Regions from separate parts of the Macaca mulatta genome. Here region 1 is linked to region 2. A link is a contact called in public Hi-C data. All regions are on one chromosome and are shown on one strand. The core of a region is the stretch at or near the end of the contact, and the rest is flanking DNA. Distances in the headings are between cores, read along the strand shown. Region 1 holds the start of RALBP1 (ralA binding protein 1). Region 2 holds the start of TWSG1 (twisted gastrulation BMP signaling modulator 1).

Evidence for each region. A called contact is a pair of places that touch in the nucleus more often than the background predicts.
Region 1: a Hi-C map of fetal cortex germinal zone shows a contact between it and region 2, with 2.2 times the contacts expected there. The contact joins the promoter of RALBP1 here to the promoter of TWSG1 in region 2. A contact is called at or near these places in 2 of 14 Hi-C or Micro-C datasets (fetal cortex germinal zone and fetal cortical plate).

What each region holds. Positions count from the first base shown.
Region 1 is chr18:80,440,970-80,445,038 of T2T-MMU8v2.0, reverse strand. RALBP1 (ralA binding protein 1) reads right to left here and starts at 2,608. Exons shown (of 10, transcript XM_028837979.2): 1 at 2,398-2,608.
Region 2 is chr18:80,307,655-80,311,520 of T2T-MMU8v2.0, reverse strand. It overlaps TWSG1 (twisted gastrulation BMP signaling modulator 1), which reads right to left and starts at 1,377. Exons shown (of 5, transcript NM_001257525.1): 1 at 1,283-1,377.

The DNA of each region.
Region 1 (4,069 bases), core at 1,359-3,858, 130 kb before region 2:
ACATTGTTTCGAGATACCTTGTTTAAAGAGTTACTTCTCCGCCGGGCGCGGTGGCTCAAGCCTCTAATCCCAGCACTTTGGGAGGCCGAGGCGGGTGGATCACGAGGTCAGGAGATCGAGACTATCCTGGCTAACATGGTGAAACCCCGTCTCTACTAAAAATACAAAAAACTAGCCGGGCGTGGTGGCGGGCGCCTGTAGTCTCAGCTACTTGGGAGGCTGAGGCGGGAGAATGGCGTGAACCCGGGAGGCGGAGCTTGCAGTGAGCCGAGATCAGGCCACTGCACTCCAGCCTGGGTGACACAGCGAGACTCCGTCTCAAAAAAAAAAAAAAAAAAAAAAAAAGAGTTACTTCTCAAAAGCTACTGTTGGGCGGCTGCGGTGGCGCACGCCTGTAATCCCAGCGCTTTGGGAGGCCTAGGCGGGCAGATCACCTGAGGTCGGGAGTTCAAGACCAGCCTGATCAACATGGAGAAAATCTGTCTCTACTAAAAATATAAAATTAGCCAGGCGTGATGGTGCATGCCTGTAATCCCCTCGGGAGGCTGAGGCTGCAGAATCGTTTGAACCTGGGAGGCGGAGGTTGTGATGAGCTGAGATCATGCCATTGCACTCCAACCTGGGTAACAAGAGCGAAACTCCGTCTCAAAAAATAAGAAATAAAAAACAATGCTACTGTTAACTAATCTACTCCACTTGGATCCACCAGATACTTTGAATGAGAAGTGGGAACCACTCTACTGACCTTCCTACCCCTACTACTGCCACTCCAGCTTAACAGTAATTACCTTCACAAAGACAGAAAGGAGTTATCAAATCACCAAAATAACTCTAAAAACAGAAAGTGAGGTGATCTTTCTTACTCACAGTCCCACTTATTCATTTAGAAGTGCCGAGCACCAAAACAAACCTTATCACATATTCAGTATTTCGTGAATAACTGCCAAGTATGATGGAATACTCCCCAAAGTACTGCAGCCTTAGGACACGACCACTCCACTAAATAAAAAATTCAGCGAAAGCTTTTCTAACAAGGCTGGATGGTGCACTAACTCAACGGCCAAACGGCTGCACTTCCTGTACATGCACGTTCAAAACACCTCGAACTAACATGCTAGGGACCTTGAAGAACTGTACTAGGCCTTGCTCAAGAGGAAGGCTTTGTAATACTGAATCCCAAAAGTTGAAGCAGCAGAATTACTTCAGGGAAGACGCAGGTGTGAAATATTCCGTAAAACCTGTTTCACTCTCACAACGATCAGGTTTTTAAAAAGAGGGAGAAAACTGACCTCAATTAAGAGCATTTTGGCAACACACATAGTTGAACATGAGTTGTGAAAAGAAATCTCAACTCCATCCAGATCTGTCCGTCCATTCCCACGGAAACCTGAAGGAAGGACCGCAGCACCAAAGGCGCCCACTGCTCAGTGCCAGCGGCGGGCGACACCAGGAGCCTGTCCTGGTCCCCTGGGTAAGCCCCGGAGCCTGGCTACTATGCCGGGCACGATCCAACCGTGAGGGCTGGATCCCCTCACCTCTGTCCAGGCGCCCCCCAAGAGCTTCCCCGAGGCCTGGGGACTCCTAACTCTCCACGCCTGGCCCCCGAGAGCACCACAAACGCGGACGCCACGAAGGGAGGCCCGTCGGCCAGTGGGAGGGACGCACGGCCAGGGGGGCGAAAACTGGGGCGAAGGTTTCCCGGGAGAAACCGACGAGGGGGCAGCCACGCCCCCCGCCCCCAACTTCAAACCCGAGGGCTGCGAGCACCGAGCCCCACACGCTGCCTGACAGACGCAGGCGCGAGGCCGGCGCGGGAGAGGGCTCCTCGGGCACTCCAGGGGCATCGCCGCGACCCTCGCACGCGACCGCTCCCTGGGACTGACCTGTGCCTGCCGCCGCGCGACCGCCCGCCCCGCCGCAGCCTCCGCCTCCTCGCGCTCACTCTGCCGCCGCAGCCACCGGAGCCGCCTCCTGCGCTGCGCCCCAGGCCGGCCTCGGGCGCCCCATTCCCACCCCGCCCAGCCTCCGCCTGTTTACAATGATTGGGACGGAACAGGACGAGCCGGTCCAGCGCGCACGCGCATTCCCTCCTCCCGCCGCAGCCGGCTTCCCGGATCCTCCTCTCCGCTCAGACGGCTGAAGCCGTCAAGGGCAGGCGCCCTGTGCTCTCGCGCGGGTCGCGCTGGGAGGCGTAGTTCCCGAGGCCCCGGCATCCAACTAGCCAGAAGGCCTTTTGCCAAGGAAGCAAACTACAACACCCAGGAGGCACCGCGCCTCCTTCGTCCCCAGGCTCGCTGAGGAGACTAAAGAAGAAGGCGAGAGAACGCGCCGAGCGCCAGTGCTCTGCAGGCGCCTGCGCAGTCGCTGGCCTTGCGGGATGCGGGGACGGACACTTACCCCGGTGTGGTGCTGGCAAAGGTGTCTCGTGGGCATGTCCTGCAACGGCCCAGAGGATGGAGAGAGCTTCCCTCTCCACGCTCTGGCCAGCCTGCGCCTCAGCTCCCGAAGTTGAGAACTTTCCTTGCGCCAGCGTGCTTTCGTCGTTCCAACCAGTTAAACCGGCCTGGGGGCCGCCCGGCCTGCCCCTGGGTGGGGCTGCTGCCCCGCCTTCGACTGGGTGTGGGGTTGGAGGAAGGAGCGCCGTAGGCCTGTAGGGAGAGGCGGGAATAAACCTCTGTCGGGAACATCCACGGAATTCCTGAAGCGGGTGTGGGCTTCTGCGGGGCTCCAGCGCGCCCCCGGCTCAGCAGTTACCGAGCAGCCCAGCCCGTGTTTGGCTGGCAGTAGAGATAACTGAATTTCTTCGAGAAGCCTTTCACCCAGGCTTGTTGAGTTGCTCTGCTAATGCATAGCGAAGGCTGGAAACAGGGTTTCAGCAGTCTTCGTGTTTTCTGAAATGTGGCAGTTTATTAGGGGAGAGGTGGGACTTGGAATAGACGACCCTTCCCTGTCCCTGGCATTCCTACGTGCAGCACTCTCTGTGGCTCTTCGTTGCCTATTTAGATTGGCAGCTGCTGTCCATCTTGCTCTCTGCTCCCACATCAGCTTTCCTCAAAGCGGGCGGTAAATCTGTCTCTAGTACTCTGCGCTTCCTACCCAGTAAAGTTCAACCCCTGGGGCCTTACATTCATTTAGGGGCCTCCCACAAGTGGATACGGCATGGTCTGACATAGCCATTGGTCTTTGACTTTCGGAAAAGCCTTCTCATGGCCCCTTTCGCAATACAACAGTCTTCTCTGACCAGTGGGTTGGGCAGGTGAGCATGGCAGTGACAATTCTTTGCCTGTGACAGCACTGATTCGGCCAAGGGACAGGCATTGATCCACGCTGGGCCTTATGGAGGCCTTGCCTGAAATTGCTATATGGACGCAAGAGGGGAGCAGAGGGAGTTTTCTACTGAGGCAATTGCTGATGGACGTGTTTCTTGCAACCGAGTGGCCTAGCCAAACGTGAGGGTGGGAAAGAGAAGAAAGGGGAAATGGAAAGGGAGAAAGAGCTGGCAGAATGTAGACCGTGGTTTCATTTGGAGGCATGGTTTGTGCAGCTTTTTAAGTGCTGTGAGCACGTGAGCCTAAGTAAGTGGGCCCACTGATTGATTGATTTATTATTTGGAGCCAATGTGTGTGGATATAGAATATATTTGTTGGCTGCCACCTGAGTATTTATTCCTCCCATTTAAGCCAGGCAACGTAACCATTCCCTCTAGCAGCAGAGATGGTCACAAGCCCAGTCAGAAACAATGAACCCACAAAGACTTGGGCTGGAACTTCCAGTAAACGGTAGCTTCCTTGCTTATCTAGCATGGTGTAAGTATATGACGCCTGGAAATGTGGCAACCGTTTTCCTCCTATAAGGGGAAACCCTAGAAGGATGAGAGTTTAGAGGGAGGGCAACATGTAGAGCCTAGGGTTGAAGTCAGTACTGTCAAATGAACGCGGGAAAGATGGAGAAGAACCTTGTGTTTGGTGGCATGGTTTGAGCTGCAGTGTCAAACCTCACCTGTTTGATTCTATGGACTATCCTATAGACTATTCGGGATTGTGAGCAAGGCCATCTTACAGACTATCCA
Region 2 (3,866 bases), core at 128-2,627:
TATTGGCCAGGCTGGTCTCAAACTCCTGACCTCAGGTGATCCACCCGCCTCGGCCTCCCAAAGTGCTGGGACTACAGGGGTGAGCCACAGCCGCCGGCCAAGATATTCTTTTAATTCTATTAGTATCATGCATTCTTCAGAGTTACTAAGAAGATACTATAGTTCAAAAAGAAGAAGGAAAAAAGACTAGCACAAATACAGTTTGACAGGAGCCAAACAGTATACATAGTTATTAAACTTTAAATACGGGAAGATATAATTTCTTCAGGTTAAAACACCTCCCTATCAAACATAATAAATTAAAATAAATGACTACTGACATAAGAGGGATAAATAGTGAGTTTATGGGGGCATTTATGATTACTCTAAACTTTTATTCTAAGTGTTACAAAGTACATTAAAGGAAAAACAATAAAAGAGTGAAAAGAATAAAGGGCTTTGGGCCTGGTATGAGTCAATTTTGAAAGAGAAAGCCCTGGTGATCATTACTGAGGCTCACAAAGCATTCCCTAAAGACCGTTAGTAACCTAATTTCCTAATGTATTTAACGCCGCATACCAAATAGGATGATTTCTGGAGCAACCAGTACATATACGCAGGGGCCAAATAAGGTTATTTGGAAACTAATTGTCGTGGAACTAGTTTTCATCCTACAACCACGAAAACTGGGATTTTCTCCCTCCCCCAACTTTTACTGTTGTCTTATGAAATGTTCCACAAATTCATCTTACTCCCCAGATTTCACTGGAAAAAGTATTCAAGTAACTACGGCCATGTCCAAATCAGGTAACAGAATTAAAGGACTTATCTTTTCCTAAGGAGTCAGAAACCATCACGTATCAAAATTGTTTCGCATACATCACGCCCAGTTTCTCGTTAAGGGAGATGGCACTGACAGCAACCAGGGCAGAGCAGAGCCTCTGTGGAGCGGTGCCAGGGCCCCGAAGGCGCCGGACGCCCCGCGAGGCAGAGGCCGGCGGCGGCGCGGGGGACCCGGCACCCGCAACCACCCCCACCCCGGCTCGGCCGACGCGGGCTGCGGAGGACGCGGGCCGGCCCAGAGACGGTCTGGACCGAGGAGGCGCAGAGATGCTGCCGGCTCCAGGCGTCCGGCCTGTGCGCCCGCGCCCAGCACCCCCCTCTGTCCTCCGCGCAGCCGGGCCCAGGCTTCTCCCGGCCCCCGCGAAGCTCGCCGCGGCCCCGGGCCTCGAGAGGGCGGAGCTCGGCGCCCGGCCCCTTCCCGGCCAAGAGGCTGCACAATCCCCCAGCCGCTGCCGCTTACCGTGCGCCGCGGTCCCGCGAAGTCACCCACCCCTGGATCTCCGCCGGGTCGGCCGAGCCCGGAGCGCGCTGCGGCGGCTTTGAGTGAGAGGCCAGGCCGCGCCTCCGCCGTCCCCTCCGCGCAGCGCCCGCGAGCCTCGGGCACCTTAAAGAGACAGGCCTGCCCGCCGCCCTCCTCCCGGCTCCTGGCTCCCAGCCCCAGCTCCCCTCTTCCCCTCCGCCCTCGCTGGGGTCCACAGCCGCCAGCTCCCGCCAGGAGGCGTCTCTCACTCCCGCGGCGCTCCTGTCAGCGCGCACGCCCCCATCTCGGCCCCGCCCACTCCCCCGCCCCTCCCACAGCCCCGCCCCCTCCGCGCCCCCGGTTTCGCCCCTCCCTCGTGCCACGCCTCCACCGCGATCTCCCGCCCGCTGTCCCCCGGAGGCCACGCCCCCAGGCGCACCCACCCTGGCTGCCCAGCGCGATGTCCCTTCGCGCTTCTCCGCACCGGGATCCCCAGTCCCTCAGGTTCCGACAGACCCTCCTGTCAGGCCCGTTCTCCGGGCCCCTCAGTTGCAGTGTTAAGATTAACAGCGACTCACGATTAAAGCCTTGTGATGCGCTAGCCACTACGCTGAGGATATGCCGTGTAGTAAAATTCCTCAGCACTCCTCACAGCCGCCCTGTAAGGAAGCGGCCATGGCCGGGTTCTAGGGATGCAAAGCCGAGCGGGGCGCTGAGTAGCCTAGCGCGTCGCCGAGGAGAGCTGGCATGTGAACCCTTGTCGTTTGCCGTCAGAGGTAGGATTTGTATAAAATGAGAGTTTCCTAGATCTGCCTCAGACCTACCGAATACGGATCTCCGAGGATAAAGCTTTCGGAACTTCGTTCACCAATGCGTTAAAACTTGCCGGGCTGGCGCTGAGCTCTGCATCCGAACTCGAGAGGAGGGGGCGCCGCGGATCCGGGCGCGGAGGTCGCGCAGCCTAGGTAGAAGGTGCGCGGTTAGCACGTAGGTTAAAAACATTGAGAATGACACTCAGTTCTTTCCCACAACTCTGGGTTGCTTCTTCTTTTTTTTTTTTTTTATTTCTTTTGAGACAAGGTCTCACCAGGTTGGAGGGCAGTGACGACATCAGGGCTCGCTGCAGCCTCCACCTCCCAGGCTCAAGCAATCCTCCCGCCTCAGCCTCTACAGGCGTGCACCACCACGCCCGGCTAATATTTTATTTTTTTGTAGACATGGGGTCTCGCTATGTTTCCCAAGCTGGTTTCAAATTTCGGGGTTCAAGCGATCCACTCACCACGGTCTCCTAAATCGTTGGGATGACAGGTGTGAACCATAGTGCCCGGCCAGAATTTGCTTTTTAAAGAAGATGCCAGGGTGATTAAGTTAGAGCGCACTAGACTAGACCGTCCGCGGGGCACCTTCCCTTGGAAATAATGACCTAGTGTCAAACCCTTATATAAGCTAGTAAGTCGTAAATGCCTACCACCCCACTTTGTTGATTGGAAGGAAACAGAAAGAATGAAAACAGCTGATTGGCTGAGGGGTGGATTGCATTACTGATACTAGCCCACTTTTGTACAATAAATATAGGTTTTAAAAATCATCCCTGAAAATTATCCTGGAGAAATGATTAAGGGTATACCCAAATTTAAGGATAAGATTCTTATTCTTGGCATTACATACTAGTTAAGTGAATTAGGAAACTTCCGATCAATGCACTAATTCAGCCATTAAAAAATGATACTGCAGATCAGAGGTTCTCAAACTTTTTGGTCTCGGAATCCCTTTACACTCTTGAAAATTATGGAGCATGCCAAAGAGGTTTTGTGTATGTGTGCTACATCTGTTAATACTTTCAAAATTAAAACAATTTTTACATATTCATTATTTCATTTAAAAATAAACCCATTATATGGTAACAAATATTTTATGAAAAGTAAGTATATATTTTAAAACAGTAGGAAGAACAGCGTGGTTTTACATTTTTGCTATTGCCTTTAATATCAAACTTAATAGCCACTGTTTTTATATCTGCTTCTGTATTCAAACTGTTGCAGTATCATGTATTATGTAGTCTCTACTTCGTATTATGTAGTCTCTCTAGTAGAGAGAATGAGAGAGAAAAAGTCAAATAATGCCTTAGAATTAAAATTAAAATAGTTTTGAGCTCACAACCCCCTGAAAATGTCTTAGGACCCCTCCCTAGCAGCCCCAGATCACACTATGACAACTAGAGTTGCAGACGAATATTGCAACTAGAGATATTCATGATACATAAAAAATGTTAAAGTACCGCATAGTGTTTGAATAATTAATTTTGTTGTTGTTTGTTTTTGAGACGAAGTCTTGTACTGTCACCCGGATGGGAGTGCAACGGCGTCATCTCGGCTCACTGCAACTTCCGCCTCCAGAGTTCATGAGATTCTTCTGCCTCAGCCTCCCCAGTAGCTGGGATTACAGGCGCACACCACCATGCCCTACTAAATTTTTTGTATTTTTAGTAGAGACAGGGTTTCACTATGTTGGCCAGGCTGGTCTCGAACCCCTGACCTGGTGATCTGCCCGCCTTGGCCTCCCAAAGTGCTGGGATTACAGGCGC